2 separate regions of the Gossypium hirsutum genome follow, and region 1 is linked to region 2. Evidence: chromatin contacts called from public Hi-C data. All regions are on one chromosome and are shown on one strand. The core of a region is the stretch at or near the end of the contact, and the rest is flanking DNA. Distances in the headings are between cores, read along the strand shown.

Region 1 (3,635 bases), core at 757-3,256, 130 kb before region 2:
CCGGTCGACACACATTCCATCCTTTTGACAGCAATCTGTGTGCCATCATGCAGTTCCCCTTTATAAACAACCCCGAAACCACCTCTTCCTAAAACATTGGCCTCACTGAAATTATCTGTCACTTGTCTTAGTACTTGGATTGAGATCACTACATTTCCACCCTCAAGAAAATGGCGGTCACTACGATCCCCACTGCTTTGGCTTAGCATTTCACTGGGAACTCCCCCATTCTCATTCATTCTGCCACCGTTTTCTGGACTCTTAACCACACCCCTCTCAGCATCACTGCCCTCCACCTTACCAAATTTTCCGTACCGCTTGTTCATAACATACTTATAAGAAACAAAGCAAACAACAGCAACAAAAATCAATACACCAGCAATAATACCGACAATCATAGCAATCGAATTCTTACTATTGCCACTTTTCAAGTTACCATCCGAACCTCCAGCGGCTGCTCCAGATCCTGAATCTCCTCCATCACCAGAACCACCAGATTTTCCAAGTAAACTATTCCCCGAGTATGAGAATTTTACTGAATTCGAAAATTTTGGGATGTCTCCACTAAGATTGTTATTAGACACATCAAGAAGCTGCAAACTAGTCAACTTAGTCAGACTATCAGGAATTGAACCAGTTAATCCGTTACCACTCAGATTCAAGTTCTTCAATGATATGAGATTGGCAAAGGCCGCAGAAATCGTCCCGACCAAGTTTTTCTTTTCCAGATTCACTGTAATCACATTCTTTTGTGAATCACAAGAAATAAAGGACCATTCGCAAGCATCATTCCCAGGCCACTTATCAGAAAGAGGCACAGGGTACCCAAAACCCCCAGCAATCTCAAGCAATATAGTAACTTGAGGATCACAAGGATCCCCATTACTATTACAGAAATTATTGTTTCCATCAACAACTTTTTTCTCAACTGAGGTAGGAAATTCTGGGAAAGGACCCTGCAATTTATTATTAGACAATGAAACATTCTTCAAGTTTGGAAGGTCAATTAAAGATTTGGGAACCGGCCCTGTCAACTGATTGTCTCTAAGCTGAAGATCGAAAATATCCAAACATTTAGACAAATCTGGGATCGGACCCGTAAACAAGTTTTTCTGAAGCCAAACCTGAGACAACTGTGTCATGTTGGATAAAACTTGTAAAGTACCATTGAACCCAACATCCTGATTGTTGATCCAAAGATTCTGAACCATTGAAACACCGAGAGAAGCTGGTAATGTGCCGCTCAAATTGTTGTAAGACAGCCTTATACTTTTCAAGCTGTTCATAGAATCGAAGATATCAGGCAAGGAACCGAACAAGCTGGTGTTGTCTAGTTGAAGTTCAACGAGTCCCGTCGATTGGGACAAATCTGGGAAAGTCCATGGACTTAAACCGGCATTGTCACTCAAACTCAGCTTTTGCAAGCTGGTTAATTCGGAGAAGGCGTTTGGGGATATAGAGGTGAAGGCGTTGCTGTCAAGGTAAACCTCTTGTAAGCTGGAGAGGTTGGCCAAAGATGGGATGGTCCCGGACAAAGCGTTGCGTTGGAGTGACAAAGTCTGGAGCTCCGACAAGGCGGCGATGTCGGGGGAAAGGGTCCCAGACAGGGATTTGGAAGAGAGGTTGATGGAAGTAACGCTGTTGGATTTGTCGCAATTTATGCCAGGCCACTTGCAGTAGTTGTCTGAAGAAGTGGAAGACCACCCAGTGGGAGGAGGGCGGAAGGATGAAGCTATCTTGAGCATGGTTGCGCCGTCGTCCCCGGCGGCGAGAAAGGCGGAGAAAAGGAGGATGGGAAGGAGGATATGGTGGCGGTTAAGCATTTTTGCTTTTGGGTTAGTTTCGGAAACCAAAACAGTTGGATTATCCAACAACGATGGTGTTTGTTGGATTGTTCTTTGAATATGGTTTTTTTCTTTTTTTTCCTAACAGTGAAAAGAAAGAACAGTGTTTTAGGGCAAGGGAATTCTTGGGGGAAAGACAAAAGAAATAATGAAAGGGAATTTTCTTAGTTGGAATTTTTTTAAAAGAGAGAATATCTTACCTGTTTCTTTTCTTTTTTTTTTTCCTAAAAAAAAGTTAATATGTAAAGTACTAAAAATAATTTAAATTTCACATACATCCCTATCAATTTCAAATATGAGCAAAATAGTCCATCTAAAAATAAAGTACTTATGTCCCGTACTTTTAAAAAATGGATAAGGAAAAAAATGAAAATAGCGTCAATTATTATCCAATCCAACTCTGAATTTTGACTTTTTTTTTAAATATTATATAATAAGAAAACAAAAAGTCCGTACATTATTAAAATTAAAAAACTAATAAAATTATAAAAAATGTTTTAAAATTTTATATATTAAAAATAAAAAAACAAATAGATATTACTAAAAGACTCCAAAGTTTCGAAAAAAAAAATTTGTAAATAGTATCGCGTAACTTTTAAATTTTAATAAAAAAGCGTGAAAATTCTAAAAACAAACTATAAGAGCACGTTTAGTTCGCTGGATTGGATTAGAGGTGTATTAGATTAAAGGTGTAATAGCAAATCAACTGTTTGGTTGAATGTAATGGAATAGAGGCGTAACAGTAATCTTGTGTTTGGTTGAATGGAATAGAGGTGTAATAGCATAATGGAAAAAACTAAATGACTAGAATACCCTTAGCATAAATTTGTTTTAGTAAATGATTATTGTTATTGTTATTTAAATTTTAATAAAATTATTATTATCAATAATAAATAATTTAATCATATTTAAACATAATTATTATTAAATATATTTTAATTAAAATATATAATTTAATAAAATTCTTAATAATTAGCAGAAATTTGTTTTGGTAAATTATTATTGTTATTTTTATTTAAATTTTAATAAGATTATTAATATCAATAATAAATAATTTAATCATAGTTAAACATAATTATTATTAAATATATTATAATTAAAATATATAATTTAATAAAATTCTTAATAATTAATATTCTTATATGAATTTACTCAAATCATAATATATGATACTGTAAAATATAAATTAACATAATTTTTATTAAATATATTATAATTAAAATATATAATTTAATAAAATTCTTAATAATTAATATTCTTATATGAATTTACTCAAATCATAATATATGATACTGTAAAATATAAATTAACACAATTATTATTAAATATATTTTAATTAAAATATATAATTTAATAAAATTCTTAATAATTAATATTCTTATATGAATTTACTCAAATCATAATATATGATACTGTAAAATATAAACTAACATAATTATTATTAAATATATTATAATTAAAATATATAATTTAATAAAATTCTTAATAATTAATATTCTATATATGAATTTTCTCAAATCATAATATATGATACTATAAATGAAAATTTGAAATAATTAATATTAAATATATTTTAATTAAAATATATGATTTAATAAAATTTAAAATAATTATAACTAATAAATTATATTTTATGAATTTGTATAATTTAAAAAAATAATTATTACATATAATTTAATAATAATATATAATTTCATAAAATTCTTGATAATAAATTTTCTTATATGAATTTATACAATTTAAAATAATTAATATTAAATATAATTTAATAGTGATATATAATTTCATAAA
Region 2 (3,555 bases), core at 709-3,208:
TGAATTTATTTAAATAAAATAGAAATTGTGCAATGTGACACACTCTCGGGTAAACTACACCATTAGTCACTAAACTATAGAAAAATTTTTATTTTGGTCATTTAACTAAAAAAAGTTACAAATTTAGTCAGTAATATTTTCGATTTTTTTTTGTCACCCGATTGTTAAGTGGCATTTTTTTAATTGGTATAATAATATTGTCCCTTATTATATATAATGATAAAAAACTTGAAATTCTTTCTTAAAAATGTAGAAAATTCTAAAATTAAAAATTATATAAAAGTAGATAATTTTTTCAAAAGTAAATAATGTGAGAGAAAATGAGGAAAATTTATTTTTAAACCCTCCAAATTTTCTCTTTGTATTATATGTATAGAAATATCCAATACCCAATCTTAAAAATTAATATAGAAAAAAATAAAAATATTGAGTGTTGGGTATCGACTCGTATAAACAACAAACAGTAACGAAAAAGAGAAAAGGAAATTGGGCATAGAGATAATTTAAGTGGAAAACTCCTCCGGAGAGGATAAAAACCACGGACAAAAAGAGGCTTCGGGTTTTCACTAAATGAATAAACAAATGAGAGTACAATATGGAGAAAATAAACCTAAATGTACTAAACGTACAAACCCAAACCCCAAATAAAAAACATTAACTTGGGAATAGAATTCTCTCCATAATTACCACGAAACTGTCACCGAAGCTCATATGCGGTTACATCTTGTCGCCCTTAAAGAAAAATCTTTACTGATTGGCATGTTTGAACCCAGGTTACGAAGGCCCTTTGAATAGACTAAGATTAGAGGGTTAATCATACTAAAATAACCCTGAAATAATTAGAGTCTAATTGAGAGAAGAAGTCCTACTTGGAGTATAAAATGCGACTACTTTAGGTAAGATATTGACGCAACATCATGACTCTCCTCGTCATGGTGTCGCCCTGCTCTTGCCTTAAGAGATTGTCGCCTCATCTCAACAACTCTCGTCATGACATCGTCCCTTGCTCATCGTGTTGTCATAACGTCATATATATCTCCTCATTATGACATCGTGCATCTGTCTCCGATAAGCAATATTATTGGCTCTCCAATTTTTACTTCTTTTGTCTCTTACATAGCTTTTTTTCATTATAAGAAAAAAAAAGAATATAATTTGTTTTTACAATTTGGGTTTTGAATGAATTGGAAATTTGAATTGAGTTAAAAAAGAAATTATGTGGTATATTTTGTAATTTTTTTCTTAAAAAATGGCACTAAGTCGATTTTACAAGCTTCTGTAATATCAATTCAGGATGTTCTTCAAGGGCATAGAACTCAACTTGAAAATGTTACTAATTTGATTTCGAGGAACACTAAATAAGCATGTAATGATCTATCTTTTGTTTTGTTTTGTATTATTTTTAATTTGTCATTGGATTCTATTGAATGATAATTTTCTTTGTTTCCCATACATATTAGTTCTTCAACAAAAACATATCAGAGAATTTATTTTTATAGAATTTTTTATATGATTTTCTATTTTTAAAATGATTTTGACTTTTTAAAATAATTTTTATATAGAATTAGAATCAAATCGACAGAAAATACAAAAGCTAAGGACTAAAATTGTTATTATACCAACTAAAAAAATGTCACTTAATAGTCAAGTGATGGAAAAAAAAATCGAAACCGTTCGTTACCAAATTGTAACTTTTTTAGTTAAGTGATTAATAGTGTAGTTTATCTTTTTTTTTGCAATAGAAATAATAAAAATCGGCCTTTAAGATATCGGGTATAAAATTTGAAAACTTCAAGCATCAAATTGATATAAAAAAGAATATTTAGGTATCAAAGTGATAATTGGATGTGTAAATAATGCATTAACCCTTTCCCTAGTTTATTTACTAAAAAAATTAAATTATCACTCATGAAAAAACATATATATAAATAAATATCCCACATGATATAACCGTTAAAGGTTCAAATTTCAAAAACCCTATCAATAAAAATATGTCCGTTAGATCTCATTTAACACTATTAACCACAATTTTCAAAGAGAAATTACCTAAAGAGACAAAAAGAAGCAATGAAACACCACCAGCTGAGTTCGTCATCTTCTTCAATGAAATCGACCACCATTACCATGGAAGATGATGTCCGTACCGAAACCCGAGACAGCTGCTACTTCCCTGGTTGCAGAAAAGACGCCAATTGCAAGTGCGAAATCTGTTTGGCCAGCATCAATGCCACTCTCGATCTCATGCCCCTCAGCGTTCAGAAGAGTTCATTCACTAAACTCTCTGCTTCCAAGCCTAAATACGCAAACCACTCTCCCATCTCTTTCGATCCTTCCATTACATCCACATCGAGTTCTTGTTGCTTGGTGGAATCTCCGGCTCTTAAATCAACTGCCAGATTAAACTTGAGAGAAAACAAGGAGAAAAAGAAGAAGAAAGAGGAGGGGAAAAAAGGTGGTTTCCAAAGTGTATTTTGGAAGTTATTAATGGGTTTGAATTTGGTTTTCGTAATGGAGGTTGGGTTTTCTTGGGGTGTAGGTGGGTTTTTGAAGCCTGTTTTGACAAGCGATGTTGCGAGAAGCATTGGTGAAAGGGCTTCAATTATGCAAGATTTGAATGGAAAATTGAGGTTCTTGCAAAATGAGTTGAAAGGATTTCATAATCTCAAGGTTTCTAATTGCAGCAATACGGATTCCGTATGGGAAATTGATCAGGTTCAAACTTTTTTCTTTTAATTCTCCCCAAGTTCTGTGCTTAAAACCTATGGCCTATTACTGTTACTCGAGGGCATCTTCTACATATTTGAGGGTGTAATTACTTGTTACCATTTTTATCTCTGTCCAACACAAATATTTTAATGAAGATTGAAAAACCGTGATAACTTTTGGAGTAATAATTGCAGGGTAGTTTGCTTCTAAATTCGCGTTGTTTGTTGTATAAATCGGCAATGGAAGAGGTCAAGATTTGGGGGTGGCCTTTGCAAACTGCTGGATTGCTTACTACTGGGTTTTCTTCCAAATCATTTACTATCTTATCTGGCAGAGTAACTGAAGTAAATGACAATCTACTTATCCTTGTTTTTCTTTTTGATTAATATAAAAAGGACCCTTAGGATCAATTTGATTGTCATTGCTGCTGCCTGTTTTGGATTTGCTAGTGCTGATGTTATCATAAATTTTCTTCTTTTTTTTTTAAAAAATTTTGCAGTGGTCCTATGGAAGGAATGGATTTATTACAACAAGAAAGGCAAATGCATCATGGGTACAAAGCAAATGGGGTGCCTCCGTAATACAAATGGATCCCAACACATGGATCTTTGAGTATCGAAGGAGCTGGATATTGGACAACCCCAGATTAATTTCAGCAACACTGCTGGAGCTGTTGAAAGATAGGTTGACAAAAATGGTGAAAAAGATGAGTGAAGAATTTTTGCTCTTCTTTGTTTTTGATATCCAATTCATTGAATTTTCGAGAAATGAAGATCAACTTATGATCCCAACTTGAAAGAGGGCTAATTCTGGATTTCAGTTATCCACTTCTCATTCCTTATGAGCAGC

What was found. Hi-C and Micro-C count contacts between places; a contact is called where the count stands out from the background.
Region 1: a Hi-C map of leaf shows a contact between it and region 2, with 2.1 times the contacts expected there. The contact joins the promoter of LOC107914750 here to the promoter of LOC107914753 in region 2. A contact is called at or near these places in 16 of 34 Hi-C or Micro-C datasets (anther, callus, hypocotyl and 2 more).

The regions. Positions count from the first base shown.
Region 1 is chrD10:26,297,497-26,301,131 of Gossypium_hirsutum_v2.1, reverse strand. It overlaps LOC107914750 (receptor-like kinase TMK4), which reads right to left and starts at 2,006. Exons shown (of 4, transcript XR_005919296.1): 1 at 1-2,006.
Region 2 is chrD10:26,167,246-26,170,800 of Gossypium_hirsutum_v2.1, reverse strand. LOC107914753 reads left to right here and starts at 1,958. Exons shown (of 3, transcript XM_016843776.2): 1 at 1,958-2,712; 2 at 2,901-3,050; 3 at 3,206-3,555. The coding sequence starts at 2,068. The coding sequence ends at 3,502.